2 separate regions of the Ovis aries genome follow, and region 2 is linked to region 1. The links are chromatin contacts, called in public Hi-C maps. All regions are on one chromosome and are shown on one strand. The core of a region is the stretch at or near the end of the contact, and the rest is flanking DNA. Distances in the headings are between cores, read along the strand shown. Region 1 holds the start of PLXNC1 (plexin C1). Region 2 overlaps PLXNC1 (plexin C1).

Region 1 (7,285 bases), core at 3,256-5,755:
CTGCTGGTGAACGACCGTGAGGACAGTGTGATGTCCAAAAAAAACAATTGCAATGTGGGGAGCAAACCAAATTCTGCCTACTGAAGGAACACCACTGAGCCTTCAACACTTTAACCAAAGGCATGGGCATCATCACCAAAGTATAAGATGCTCAGCAGTTGTGTGGGGCCATGTTGGGTGGGCAGGGAAGACAAGGCACCGTGTCCCTTTGTTGTTCAGTCACTCAGTCATGTCCAACTCTCTACGACCCCGTGAGCTGCAGCACACCAGGCTTCCCTGTCCTTCATTATGTCCCAGACTCTGCTCAGACTCACATCTGCTGAGTCGGTGATGCCATCCAACCCTCTCATCCTCTGCCGCCCCCTTCTTCTCCTGCCGTCAATCTTTCCCAGCATCAGGGTCTTTTCCAATGAGTCGGTTTTTTTGCATCAGGTGGTCAAAGTATTGGAGCCTCAGTGTTGGTCCTTCCAATGAATGTTCCTTTACCATGTCTTAACTGTGCCTTTGACTGACTTTCCATGTTTATTGAACTGCATTCAACTTGTCTCTCAGCATCAATTCAAACTTATTAAATGGCTCTTCATCTTATCTGCTTTCAACCATCTACTCATCAGCATACTAGAAAGAAGCCTGGCTCATTTCTTTTTCCTGTCAGTCACAAAGGGGGCTAGAAGCTCTGATAAGGGACTTGATGTGGAAGACCACATAGATTTGAGTAAAGCTGTCTTAAGTCCTAGAAGGACACGACTGGAACTATTCAACCCCCTGAGTGGTGCTTTCCAAATGCCACCAAGGGGGTCGTAGCTACATAAATAAGATATAAAGAGAACTCATTGGCTGCCAGAACTAATCATCTTGGTGGCTTTTCATCTCTGCCGGGACAGTCATTCCCAAAGACCACTGTCAGAATTTCCTAAGTCAGAGAGCAAACCGAAGCACCAATGATAGCCATCTTGTGACTGTGACCAGTTGCCCGCCGACCAGTTCTTAATGTCCTGAACTTCGGCAGGAAGCCACAAGATCTACAAAGTCCTGTCCAGCAGAAATGAGTCTGATTGTGGATGATCTGGTTAACCCAGATTGCCTTTGGTGCCTGGGGGAGTTGATATTTTCTCGTTATGAAGACTTTCCCATCTAGTGAATGCTACAAATAAAAACTGCTCCGAATCAGTCTGAACTGCTTGTTTCCGTGGTAGCAGGTCTCTGTCTGGAGGATAAATCTGCACCATCTTCCTTTTTTTGGGTTTCAGCCAGTTGTGTTACAAGGAGTTCTGAATGTGCAACACGTGACACCCGATGGGCTGGGCTCCAGCACTGGGAGACGGAAACCTGGTCACCGGTGGGATTCGCATCCTCGGCCAGACAGCGGTGTCCAAGAGAAAGCGATCAAAACCATTCAGAATCCACATGCCTAAATATTTATTTTGGTTGTTCATGTTTCCCACCGTTTTCAAATGTGAACTTATGTCCTGAAGGTGGAGCTTTAGCACACAGGAAAATTGGAATGGGCCAAATATGTTTGTACCAAACAGGATAGAATCAGCAAAGAACACATTCATATGCTTCCGAGTCCTGTACATTTTTCATGCCAAAAAATAGGCACAGATTCTGATTTCTTTCACCATAGGAGCCTGCATACAATTAAATGGGAGAGAAAAGAAGCCTGCTCTCCAGAGCGGGGCTTACGATCCCAGTAGAATGCCAAGAGACGGTAGCCATCAAAGCCACTTATGCTTCTTGCTGGTAGTGTTTTTAAGATGTTGTTTCTTTTTCAACATGAGGCAGCAATGAATTGAGTAGTGATCAAAATGCCGCACCACAGAGTATGTTTAATCCAAATAGCTCCCAAGATGGGCTGCTCCTGATTGTACCAACTCTACGGGACTTCAAGAAATTACTTGGTTACCAGTGAAGTAAAACTATCTCCAGAATGGAATTGAACTGTTGCTTCTCATAACAACATTGCCACAGCCGGCTCATGAAGGCAGTGATCATTGTTTCTTCACCATTCACGGGAAACGCTGTCAAAATATGGGCGCACACATCCTCTCCTATGCTGTGAAGGGTTCCATGAGCTACTGCAGATGCTTCCAAGACACCACTTTTTCCACTGCCAGCAGTGCAAAAATTCTTAAAACGTTTCAGGTGGGAAGACAGTGCAGGGAGTGGCGCCTGTTTATTTTGGAGCAGAGCGTGTCTGATTAGCCTCTCCTAAAGATCTCCTGGTTCACCTCGATCTGGTAGGTCTTTCCCTTGCCCCTCTTCTCTCCTCACCAGCACCCCAACCGCCGTCACCGCAGCAGAAAGAGCGACCTGACAGCTTGTAGGAAAGCACATGCTGCCTCCTGGCAGGCAAAGATAATGTTATCCAATTTCAAACAAGGAAAGGACAAATGGAAAGATGACCACTTGTGAATTCAAAGTATGAGAGCTACTGCCGGGATGATGTGAACCTTTAACTGCACATCCAGATTGGAAACCCCAGTTCCTCTCGTGTGTCTTGCTTCCCCTCAACCTCCTTTGCTTTAGCCTTCCAGATCAGTCTCCTCCCGCCCTGTCCCTCAGCACCGGGGAGAAGAACTTGAGGCACTATGGTAGAAGTTTAAAACCTGCAACAGCTGCTCCTTCAGAAGGACTCAGCATCTAGAGGAAGCCCAGGCACCCACCCCATCCCACCCCCGAACCGATTCCATCTAGAATTGGGAAACTGGGAGGGGAAGGAAGAAAGGGGTTGTGACCAATTGCCGTCCCTGGGGCCTCTGGTCTGGAAATGGCCTGGAAAGAGTCACAGATCCTCTGTCATGGGGTGCACCGGGTTCCCCCTGCTGCGCCCCCGGATCACCTGCCAGATGGTAAGGTGCAGCTGCCTCAGGGCTGGGAGGCATCTGTGCAGTCTCTGAGGCTCCCTTCTGAGAAAGCATGAACCTACACACAGGTGACTCAGATAGTCACTGGGCTCCAGAAGTTCTTGGTGGTTTGGGGGGCGGCCCAGCTGGTATTTGCCGCCTTGGTGGGTTGGTGAGACCTCAGAGAGTCCAAAGGAAAGAGGTGCCAAAGGAGGACACAGACGGAGCGCCTCTAGGGAAATAAGGGTACTTGACTCTGAAGGCTGGGCTGGGAAGTAGGTGGGAACATTTAACTTGGGGAACTTTTCTGCCCCACCTGCTGAGAATGCTCTCCAGGTAGTTCTGTAAAGACCACAGGTGGAACTTGGCTAGAGGGAGCGGTGTAAGCGGCCCTGAGCTAGAAGAGAATTCGAATCTCACTTCTGCTGTCTGCCAGCAGTAGGACCCCCGGCAAGTTCCGCAACGTCTCCACCCCTCCTAACGAAATGGGGCTGATAATAACAAGTCACTAACAGGGTTGTTATGGGTATTAAATGAGTTTTAATCCACGTAATGAATTTCAAGCGGGACCCGGCACGCAGTACGTTCTCAATAAATACTAGCCACGCTCATTCAGGTTAGATGATGAGAAGAACTTTCTAAGTGCTAGGTTTGAAAGCCTGGGACTCCGTTGCCAAGGGAAATGCGAGAACCTCCTCAAGTATGGGAGCTCCGGCCCCAGGGATTGTCCAGAACCAGAATCTCGGCGCCTGCCTTTCCCCCACCTCACTCCTCTGACCCGGGGAAACCCAGCGCCTGTCACAGGGGCGCCTTGGTTCCTTGAGCCTCGGGCTTGTCAGTGTTTCCCTCTCTCGCGCTCCTCCCCAGGGCCTCCCTCCCGCCGCTCCACACCTGTCAGCCGCCCTCGCAGCCTCCCAGTGGCCCGAGCCCCGGGCCTCAGCTGCAACCCTTCGGCGGCCTGGGTCCTAGCTCCCCGAGCCTTGCGCATCTCTCCGCGCCGCTCTCGTAAACAAAACCCGAGCGTTGGAGCAGCCCCGCGGGCGGACAGGCGCTGGAGCCAGCTTGGTGCGCTGTTAGCGCGCCCCGGGAGCCCCGGGCGAGCTAAGGGGCTATGGTGGTGGCGGCGGCAGGCGGCTCAGCTTTGTTATGAATAGATGAAAGAGGCCACCTACACAGTAACCCAAATTACGAGACCTCCCTCCTCCCTATCTCACCGAATCAAGAGGGGAGGGGAGATGGGCGTGGAGGGAGGGCGGGCGGACAGGAGGCGGAGGGAGGAGGAGGAAGAGGATGAGGAAGGGGGCCAGTTGCATCCCACTTTCACAATGGGAAAGTGAAACGCACAAGCGCACCCAACCTCTCCAGCCCTCCCCGCCTGCCTCGCTCCCCTCCGCCCGTCCCCTCCCTTCCCCTCCGCGCCTCCCCTCGAGCGCCAGCATTGCACAGAGGAACTCTCCGGAGAAGGAGGGCCCGGAGGAAGCGGCGCCGGAGCGCGCAGGGCTTGCCGCCGCCGCCGCTGCACAGGCTGCCGGAACGAGCCCGCCGCGCGCCGCCCTCCCCGCTCTCCTTCCCGGGCGAGCCGCAGGGATGGGGCGGCCGCGGGAGCCCGAGCGCGCGCAGGAGCCGCCGCCGCCCGCGTCTCACTCGCCGCGCGCCTGAGCCGCCGTCGCCGCCGCGCGCCCTGCCCGGGGGCGGCCCCCCCCCCCACGCCACAGCCCCATGGAGGTCTCCCGGAGGAAGGCACCGCCGCGCCCCCCGCGCCCCGCCGCGCTGCTGCCGCTGCTTGCCTATCTGCTGGCGCTCGCGGCGCCCGGCCGGGGCGCGGACGAGCCCGTGTGGCGGTCGCAGCAAGCTATCGGAGCCATCGCGGTGAGCCGGGAGGACGGCGTGTTCGTGGCGAGCGGCAGCTGCCTAGACCAGCTGGACTACAGCCTGGAGCACAGGCTCTCGCGCCTATACCGGGACCAAGCGGGCAACTGCTCGGAGCCCGTCCCGCTGGCGCCCCCCGCGCGGCCCCGGCCGGGCAGCAGCTTCAGCAAGCTGCTGCTGCCCTACCGCGAGGGGGCGGCCGGCCTCGAGGGGCTGCTGCTCACCGGCTGGACCTTCGACCGGGGCGCCTGCGAGGTGCGACCCCTGGGCAACCTGAGCCGCAGCTCCCTGCGCAACGGCACCGAGGTGGTGTCGTGTCACCCGCAGGGCTCGACGGCCGGCGTGGTGTACTACGCGAACGACACCCAGAGCTGGTACCTGGCCGTGGCCGCCACCTATGTGCTGCCCGAGTCCGAGACGGCCAGCCGCTGCAACCCCGCGGCGTCCGACCGCGAAACGGCCATCGCGCTCAAGGACACCGGGAAGCGCAGCCTGGCCACGAAGGAGACGGGACGCCTCAAGCTGCGCGACGGCGGGAGCAGCCTGCACTTCGTGGACGCCTTTCTCTGGAACGGCAGCGTCTACTTCCCCTACTACCCCTACAACTACTCGAGAGGCGCCGCCACCGGCTGGCCCAGCATGGCGCGCATCGCCAAGAGCTCCGAGATGCTTCTGTTCCAGGGCCAGGCGGCCCTCCACTGCGGCCGCGGCCACCCAGACGGCCGCCGCCTGCTGCTCTCCTCCAGCTTGGTGGAGGCCCTGGACGTCTGGGCGGGCGTGTTCAGCGCAGCCACCGGAGAGGACCAGGAGAAGCGGTCGCCCACCACCACCGCACTCTGCCTCTTCAGGATGAGTGAGATCCAGGCGCGCACCAAGATCTGCCGCTGGGACTTCGAGATCGATAACAACGAGAACAACTGCGTAAGTCCTGCCCCTTCCTGGGTAGGGGAGCGCTCCCTTTGCGGAGCCGCGGGCGAGGCAGAGCCGCAGGCAGAGAGGGTTGACCTTTACCAGTTCTCGGATTTACGCAGCCCTGTGGCCGCCCGACCACCGTTCTGGTACCTCGGGCTACTCTCAAGCACGACCAGAGGTCCCCGAGGGAGTGTGAAAAAAGGGAGGTGGAGAGGGTAGGAGTTAAGCTCAAAACTCTGGTGACTGCATCCCGTTGCCATCCCTGCCTATCCAAACAGGGGCGCTTGTTTGGGTCTGAGCCTCCCCAGGCAGCTCCCCCGCCCTCCCCTAAACGCTTCCCCCGGTGTGTGGTCTGGGTTGGCCTGCGGCTTTGACCCTTGTCCTCACCAGGGTTACCAAACGCAGTGCCCTGGGCTGAGAAGCCGTGGAACCTAAAGGACTTGCCACACCCCAGTCTTTGTGCCCACCCCCCGTAACCCTTGTGATGTGGTCTGAAGAGTTGGTCTGCTCGACACCGGTCAGCGCTAGGCTGGAACAGAGGCTCAGGCTTGGGGGGAACAGAACCCTCTGCGCGGCCCGGTGCAAGGGGGCGGGGCTGTGGCTCTGTGGAGGGTGTGCGCTGTGGTCTACAGCTCGGGGGAGAGGCTGGGCCCGCGGAGGTGGCTTTGTGGGTAAAAAGCCTCACCCTAGAGGGGAGGGCGAGAGAAAGTGTTGGGGGTGCCACAGGCAGTTTCTGGGCTCCAGATTGTCTGACTAGATGGCGGGGCTCAGGGGCACCACCCACCCAGGCAAATGGCAGAGTTTTTCACCACCACCACCCCCCCCACCTCCCCCAGGGTCCCCAGGACAGCCACAGCTTGACTCTTGAAACTGGCATTTCTTTGACTGGGAAAGAAAGCCGAGGTTCAAGAGGGTCCAGTGGATGGGGATTATGGAGCCATTGTGCGCTTCTCCGAGGCTCTTTTCCTTCCAAGGCTGCTGGCACATCAACTCCACATATGGCTCCTGAGAGGGGAGCCTGCTGAGCGCCTCCTTTATAACTGGACAGAAATCAAAGAGCAGAAATTAACGGCTACAGGTGTTGCCATTGTTTTGGTATAAAATGCGTCAGAGAGCAAGGCGAGAAGTCTTCACTTGGAAAAATGTGCTGTGTTGATACATTTGTTGTGTAAGCACAGAGAGGACATTGGCGCTAAGGTCTATTGAGAAGTGTATGGAAAGACACTCCCACCTTCACCCAGGCAGAGCCCATCTTACCAAATATTAGCCTTATTACCCAGAAAGAAAAAAAAAAAAAAACAGGTTTTTTGCAAGGCCTCTTAGAATGGTCATTTGCTTCCTCCTCCTTGCCCACTACTTGTGTGCTGGGGCACACACATAATGTCTTCATTTGGTCACTGTTATAATTATTACATTATATACATTACGCAAATGTATATAATGCATAATACTTCCTACATGACTTCATCTGGCTATACAATTATAAGTTAATATTTAATATCTGTCTTCGTGAGATCCTTATGAGTTCAAGTTCGGCAAAAATCACCATCTTTGACTTCTCTGTTGAAAGACTTGAAAGTACCCCCACATAGCACTTAGTGTGCAGCTTTAGGCATACTTGGTCTCTCGGGTCAATGTCGAGACAGCTCGGAGGCCCG
Region 2 (7,285 bases), core at 1,780-4,279, 110 kb after region 1:
CAACACCAAGAAAGAAACATGAATCCTGAGTCACAAAAGCAGAAGTGCTGTTTTCTATTTTTAAAACACTGAAAATTCAGGGAAGACATTCACTTCTTGTTACCTCTCTAGTTTGAAGTTTTAGAGCTGAAAACCTATAAAATGACCTGAAGTTAACATTGATATGTGGTTTTTATGGATTGAAGGCTAAGGTAGTTGAAACCTAGATGTTAAAAAAAACACCCACAGGGAGGCATCCTGTTAACACCCCATTGCTGGGCCCCTCATGTTTCCCTGGAGATGGCTATCAACACCAAGCAAGCCACAGATGATGGTTAACCCTAATTAACCAAGGCTCTGGTTTTTTTCTGTTTTTTTTTTTTTTAGTGTGCTTTTTTTCCATCGTCTGTGTATCTTTTTTTTTTTTTCTTGAGATATAATTGACATACAGCTCTGTAGAGGTTTTAGGTGCACAGCATGAGCAACACAATCTGATCTCTCTCTGAGTTTGAGGTTTTTTTTTCATATGCCATATTTAAGTGAACTCATACAGTATTTTTCTTTCTCTATTTCACTTCACATGACACCCTCGAGATCCATCCATGTTATTGCAAATGGCAGGATTTCCTTCTTTTTTATGGCTGAATACCATTCCATTGTATATAGGCACCACATCTTCCGTATCCATTCATCTGTTGCGGACACTTCCATGTCTTGGCTATTGTAACCCAGGCTCTGTTTTTACACAGGTGTCTGTTTGCTTCCTTCTTAACGATTGCCCTGCAAACCAAGCTGGTCTACCTGACCAGCATCCTGGAGGTGCTGACCAGGGACTTAATGGAGCAGTGCAGCAACATGCAACCTAAGCTCATGCTCAGACGCACAGAGTCCGTAGTGGAGAAGCTCCTCACAAACTGGATGTCTGTCTGCCTTTCCGGTTTTCTGCGGGTAAGTGTCGAATCCCTCGGCAGTGTCAGAAGTAAGACGGTAAGCAGTTATTTTCAGCAGATGCTAACGTCTTTGCCAGGATAAGTCCTGCGTACTCCGTGGTGTCAGTATTTAACTGCTTTTAGTCTTGGTCCTCACCAGGGGCACATGAAGGGGAAGAGAAAATTTGCTTTGGCTCTGATTGGCTTGTGCAAGTGTGATTCATTTAGAATTTCCTCAGGTAAGACCTCTCTCTTCTTAAAAATTGGATTAAGAAATACAGTCAATGTGAGACCCTTCTCACAGATTTTTAAGTGTACACAAGTGTTATCTTTCGCCACAATGTGGTACAATTGATTTCTAGAGCTTACCTTACGTAACTGAGACTTTAAACCCAGTGGCTTTTGTGTCCATCTTCACATGGTTAATTAACACATGCTGGGTGAGATGGCTGGCAGGCATCACTGACTCAATGGACCTGAGTTTGAGTGAACTCCAGGAGTTGGTGATGGACAGGGAGGCCTGGCATGCTGCAGTTCATGGGGTCACAAAGAGTTGGACACGACCGAGCAACTGAACTGAACTGAACTGAATGGAGAGAACATTCCTTTCTCTTTTTTTCTTATGCCTGTGCTGTGTGGCATATGGGATCTTAATTCCCCAATCAGGGATCAAACCCATGCCCCTGTACTGGAAACTCAGTCTTAACTACTGGACTGCCAGGGAAGTCCCCATATTTCAAATACTGATGAAAACACACTCTTTTCAGAGCCTCTGAGCATCTGGGAAATTGCTGTTTACTTACCACATGAGCTAATGACATTCAAATCCAAGTGGTCATCTCATGTGAAAGCAAGTCTCCAAAGAGCCCTCCACCCCTTGAGTTCACTTTGTGAGAGTTTCTATGGAAATATGGTTGTAGTCTAGTTGAATCTTGAAATCTTTTCTTACATGAGGTTTTCACAGATGCCATAGGTAAGAGGGAGTACTCTGGAGTCTGCTGCCTGGTCTAAAACTAGACTCTACCACTTACTATAGGCCCCAAGCAGGTGTTTTGACCAGCCTGAGCCTTGGGTTTATAACCTGTAGAATGGAAGAATGTTTTAGGGCTGTTCTGAAGCATAAATGAAAAAATGTATGCAATTGCTTGGCATTGAGGAAGCACTCCATAAACTGTGCCCATTATTATTATGAAATATTAATAGGAAAAGAAGTGTGTTCTGTTGAACCCAGTCTCCATTCAACCCTCTGAGGCCCCTGGTGCAGGAGGTTCTTATCCTTCTTTAATTTTACCAGCCATCCAGATTCCAGCAAAACTGCATAATTGTGTATTTGTAGCTGGTTCCGAAATCTAATTAAAGTTTGAATAAGATACACTGCTATGCCACAGGTTTTAACAGTGCTACTTAAGTTTAGATCCAAAAAGCAGTGCCTTAAATAGACTATGCTTAGAGTTTAACGCAATCTTACAAGTAGAGGCACAACATTTTTTTTTTCTTTACCAACCCTTTTCTCTCCCAAGGCAATACCCATTTATTAAGATTGATGAAATCTGCCTTCTTTTCTGTTTACTTGGTATAAATCATCATATGCTTTGGGGAGATGGGGAGCAGTTATTTCTGGGGTGAATATTTTTGGCTCCCTAGCTTCAGCCACAGCTGCTTCGAAAGAGGTAGCAGGGCCCTCACCTAGTTCCTGGCTCTTAGTCTCAAAAGGCACCCCCTGCCCCACCACTCGCTAGAGCCACTGACTCAGAAACTCAAGGCGAGGTCTGGCAGTCCCGGTTTCCAGGCTCCTGCAGGTGATCCCATCACCCTGCCTTTGAGAATGTGGGAGAGGGGAGCAGAAGGAACCCTGGCCTAGGAGTCTTGGCTAGACGTTCATCTCAGCCCAGCTCGCTTTGTGGCTCTGGGCATGGTCCTTCCCATCTGGGCATCTTCCCACTGAAGGAGGGGCCTGGCCATTAAAGAGGTCAGGAGTCCCCAAAGTCTGGGCTGAGAGCCCAAACGGCCCCTCTGAGCAGAGGATTCTGCATTAGGATTTTGCAGTGCTGATTCATGGGTGTCTTGAGCACTTGGGGTAGGGAGGGGGCAGCATGCTCCCTGGGGAGGAAGTGGCATTCAGCCAGTTGAGTGATACTTTCATTTTCAGGGGAACAATTCCCTCTGGCGTGGAGGGCCTGATTTCCCCCTCCACATGCCCAAAGGGCACAGGGCTCTGATGGCCTAGTCCTCCTGCCTGCCCTATCTCCCCATCCCGCCCCAAACGTTTGCTTGGGCGCCATGTATTCTGTGACCTCCAGGTAACTTCCTCCTCTCTGCCTCCAAGGCCGTGTGGGTCAAGTACTAATGATAACTGCCATTTATTGAATGTGCCAGCCAGTGTGCTAAGAGCTTTGCTTCTTTTTCTCATTGAATCCCATGAGGTGAGGACCTTTATGACCATTTTGCATTCCGGAGAGTTGGGGTGCACAGAATAGACGAGAGTTTTCTACTCACAGATCCCACAGCGCTGTGACAACACCAGAGAGCTCTTAGCCACCCCGCTTACTGCTTCCTCAAGGGGGAGGCCACCTTCTTCAGGCTTAGGAAAGGATTCAGGGTGGGGTGGGGCGGGGTGGGATGGTGAATGAGATCACAGGTGCAAAAGCCTCAAGCTCAGCTATGGCCAGAGAATCTGGTCTCCTGAAGGAAAGGACGGTGAAAAGGCCAACCTTAATTCCCATCACAGGATGGGAAGGGTGGGGTCAGTTCCGTAAAGGGAGCTCTGAAGGCCGGCTCCCCAGGAGCTGTGTGCATCCTGGTCTGAGTAGGTTCTAACACAACTTAGAACTTGTGTTCGGTGGTGACAAAGAAACCCCATGGCCTCATGTTTTCCTAAGTTGGCCATGCACCAGAATCTGCTGGGAAGGTGTTAAAACTACCAACGCTCAGACCTCTTCTCCAGAGATCCCGCATTTAAAGTAGAATCCAGATGTCTGAGTTATTTTTATAACAGCCCCAAGGGATTCTGGTGATGATTCTCCAGGTTTCGAACCACGGGTGTGGATAACAATGCCAGATGAGATGTTATTTATCTGAGTTTAGCTGCAGTCTTCCGGAGAATTCTGACTACAGGGCCACTGAGTCTGAAGCTGTCGCTCTGCACAGCCCAGAGGAGCCCACTGGCCCCCAAATGCCGACCTCTACAGAAGCCTCCAGCCCCCTCCCAAGGGTGCTTATCCCCATCTCTGATGTGGGCTAGAAGCAAAGAGAAGTGAGGTTCTAGGTTTGCGGTCAGGATATTACCTAAGGGGGTGGAGGGAGAGAGAAGAGAGCCGTGTGGTTGTGAACCTCTAAATAAAGGAAGTTTCTCATGAGAATTGAAATGCCGTGTTCTAGTCCCAGCACTCTCCCCACCTGGGAAATTTTTGAACATTCCAGCCCTGTCCTACAGTAAGGAAGCGACTAGAGGCTCTGTCAGCAGGGGAGAGGGAAGTGGTGCGGGGGCCCAGGGGCGGTGGGGCGGCACAGGAGAGACAGGAAGCCAGGGACAGGGACGGAGGAGGGATGCGCCCCTGCTGGCAGTGTAGAGAATGGTATGGGGGCCGGTGGGGTGGGATCCCAGGAGACTTCAAAGATGTCTTGGTTTACCTGTTCAAGGGAAAGCAGGTGAGAGATTCGGTGAAATCTTCCTTTCCAGGCCAGATGCATTGGCTGTGAAGCTTGACTTTGTAAACTGGGGCTTTAGGCCCTAGTCACGTGGTTGGCTGCTCATCATCACCGAGGCAGTCTGACTTCCTGGTTGTGGCCCTGATTCTTTCCTCCCCCTCAAATTCAGTTTAATAATATCCTTTTGATCACAGATGGCTTCTTTACTTCGTTTATTTTCTACACGATAGTCAACCCAGGGCTACATGCCTTGGAAGGCTGCATGAGAGCACAGCACACAAGCCTCCCGCTTTGGGGCTGCTCTGAGTCCATTCAAGCACAAAGTGGCTACAGATTTGAAGCATTTCTATAACAGCAAGGGTGGACACCCTTGATCCAGGAAAAAAAACAAGTGCAGGAGGAAGTTATCAGAATGCTTGGGAAGATCCTTAGAGTCATGGAATCGGATCTAGCCTGAGGAAGGAGACAGGGTTCCTCTGCAGCCTGTACTAGCAAAGGTACCCAGGTGGGACCATGATGGCTGGGGCCGGGAACCACTGGGGGCTGGCTTGCTCATGAGCAGGTGAGGCTGCAGATTGTGTAACTAAGGGCCACTTCCTTTATGAGAAGCTGTTAACACCAAAATTTCCTCCTAGATAAATTTATAAAATGTTCTTATGTTTATTCTAGTTACCAAGGTTAATCATCCTGCCATTTATTTTCAGCGTGCTAAAAAAAAAAAAAAAAAAAAACAACTGGGGCAGTTAAATAGGAATGTAAACAAAGGTTAAACCTCTGCGAACTGTTCTTAGGCCAACTGATGAGAGTTAGGCTGAAGTAGAGAAGCTTAACGCATAAAAGAATGATCAATCTGTGTACTGCATGCTGTTATCAACTGTAAATGCAGTGAGAGAAAGTGTGTATGTGTTTGTGTGTGTGTGAACACGTGTTTGCTAGGGAGAGGAGGCAGCTTCCTGAGTTTTGCTCCCAGTCCTAAGTAGAGCAATATGTATTTTCTTGAGAGTTTCATGTTGATTGTTAGAAAACACTGCCTCCTGTCTCTTGTCATGGTGCCATAAACTGAAACTTTCATTCTTTGGAAAGTACAGTGGATTCTGGCAAAAACTGTTACTTTTGCATCTTTTTCCAAGGAGACTGTTGGGGAGCCATTCTATTTGCTGGTGACAACTCTGAACCAAAAAATAAACAAGGGCCCCGTCGATGTAATCACTTGCAAAGCACTGTACACCCTTAATGAGGACTGGCTGCTGTGGCAGGTTCCAGAATTCAGTACTGTGGTAAGTTTGCAATGAAGCTGGTGGGGTGGACAGTGTCTGTGGGGGGTGGGGGGAGAGTGTCACTTGAAATGATGTCACGACTACTGTGAGAGGCCTCAGACTTTTAGTTAATTAAAAACAGTAGTTGATAAAATATTAACACGTGTTCACATAATAGATTTTAATTACTCTGATTGGGGAGAAAAGTATTATAACGATGCCTGAGGAACTCATCAATTTCCAAAGATTTTAATATCAGGATTGCTTATGGCCTTCAGCATCATCAAAGGAAATGCAAAGTACTCCCTATTCAGCATTTAGAATTGCAATCAGAATTTCTCAAATGACTCTGCCCTGGAAGACAATGTGTGAAGATGTATTTCAACCAAATTGAGGCCGTCTTATTTTAGAATGATAACGCAAGACAAATTCCACTGTGTTCCCCTGCAACCTGACGCCCTTACTTTATTTTCATGGATTAGTTACAAATGTTTGGTGTCATGCACTTAATGTTCTGTGATCTCATAGATATTTTTAGAGGAATGCTGTAAATCATGGCAGTAAGATGATTGCCTGGTTGCTGGAGGGTTTCACCCATTTAAGAACTTCCTTTTCTCCCATCCCCACTCCACCCACCCACCCTCTTCCCTTCCTTAAAGGAAAAGAGACCGGTTTTTTTTTTTTTTTTTTTTTTTCACAGTCAGGAATTTTAGAGAGTTAAGCGTGGCAAGTATCTCCAAAATCACTTTGGATTTTTCTGTGCTTTTCTGTTAATAGAGGCTTGGGAAAGAGATGGCTGTGTTTTGGCTTTGATCTTTGGCTTTATGGAGATTCTGAGCTGCTCACAATCTCATGAGTGGGGAAGGAGGGAAAAAATTACAGTGGGGTTTTGGTATTTCTGAGTGAAAGGGCTGAGTCTCCTGCGGCTTTGCTGTGGATGGCGAGCACTGCAGTGTCATCCTGGAAGAATCTATCCTTAATTGGAGCAGGCACCACGGTGCTGTAGACTATGTTCTGGTTGTGTCCTCTGGTGGGATAATAGTCCCTCAGTAAGCTTTATAGAGCTCTTGGTCATTGCCAAATGGAGCTCAGCCTCCACTGAAGACACATGCTCAGCTCCCTCCACAAGGTGGGAGGCTGGCCAGAGAGTCGCCAGTTCTGACTTCTGTCCCTGCTCCCCTCTTTACCCGAAGGATGCAGTGGTTCTCCAATGTTGGCGTGCATCAGAGGCCCCTAGAGAGCTGATTAAACCCCAGAGTTTCTAATTCAGTAGGTCTGGGGGTGTGACCAGAGAACCTGACATTTCTCAAGAGCTTTCTGCAGCTACTGCAGTCACTGATAGAGTGGTTACTCAGTGTAGATTCAGGAGCCAGGTGATTTGAATTCTGCCTCTGCCTCTGGATAGCTGTGTGGCTTTTGGCAAATTTGGAAACCTCTCTGTACCTCCATCTCTTCACATGTAAAATGAGGATG

What was found. A called contact is a pair of places that touch in the nucleus more often than the background predicts.
Region 2: a Hi-C map of blood shows a contact between it and region 1, with 2.7 times the contacts expected there. The contact joins the enhancer-like site here to the promoter of PLXNC1 in region 1. A contact is called at or near these places in 2 of 16 Hi-C or Micro-C datasets (both in blood).

Annotation. Positions count from the first base shown.
Region 1 is chr3:130,415,544-130,422,828 of ARS-UI_Ramb_v3.0, forward strand. PLXNC1 (plexin C1) reads left to right here and starts at 4,506. Exons shown (of 30, transcript XM_060412507.1): 1 at 4,506-5,636. The coding sequence starts at 4,566. It overlaps LOC121819097 (a long non-coding RNA gene), which reads right to left and starts at 4,528. Exons shown (of 3, transcript XR_009599889.1): 1 at 1-4,528.
Region 2 is chr3:130,529,127-130,536,411 of ARS-UI_Ramb_v3.0, forward strand. PLXNC1 (plexin C1) reads left to right here. Exons shown (of 30, transcript XM_060412507.1): 20 at 729-927; 21 at 5,687-5,833. Among named protein-coding and RNA genes, the nearest start is that of PLXNC1, 110 kb to the left of the region's middle. Within about 2 kb of position 3,030, at least 8 of the 54 cell types and tissues checked have an H3K27ac peak or open chromatin away from gene starts, as enhancers often do.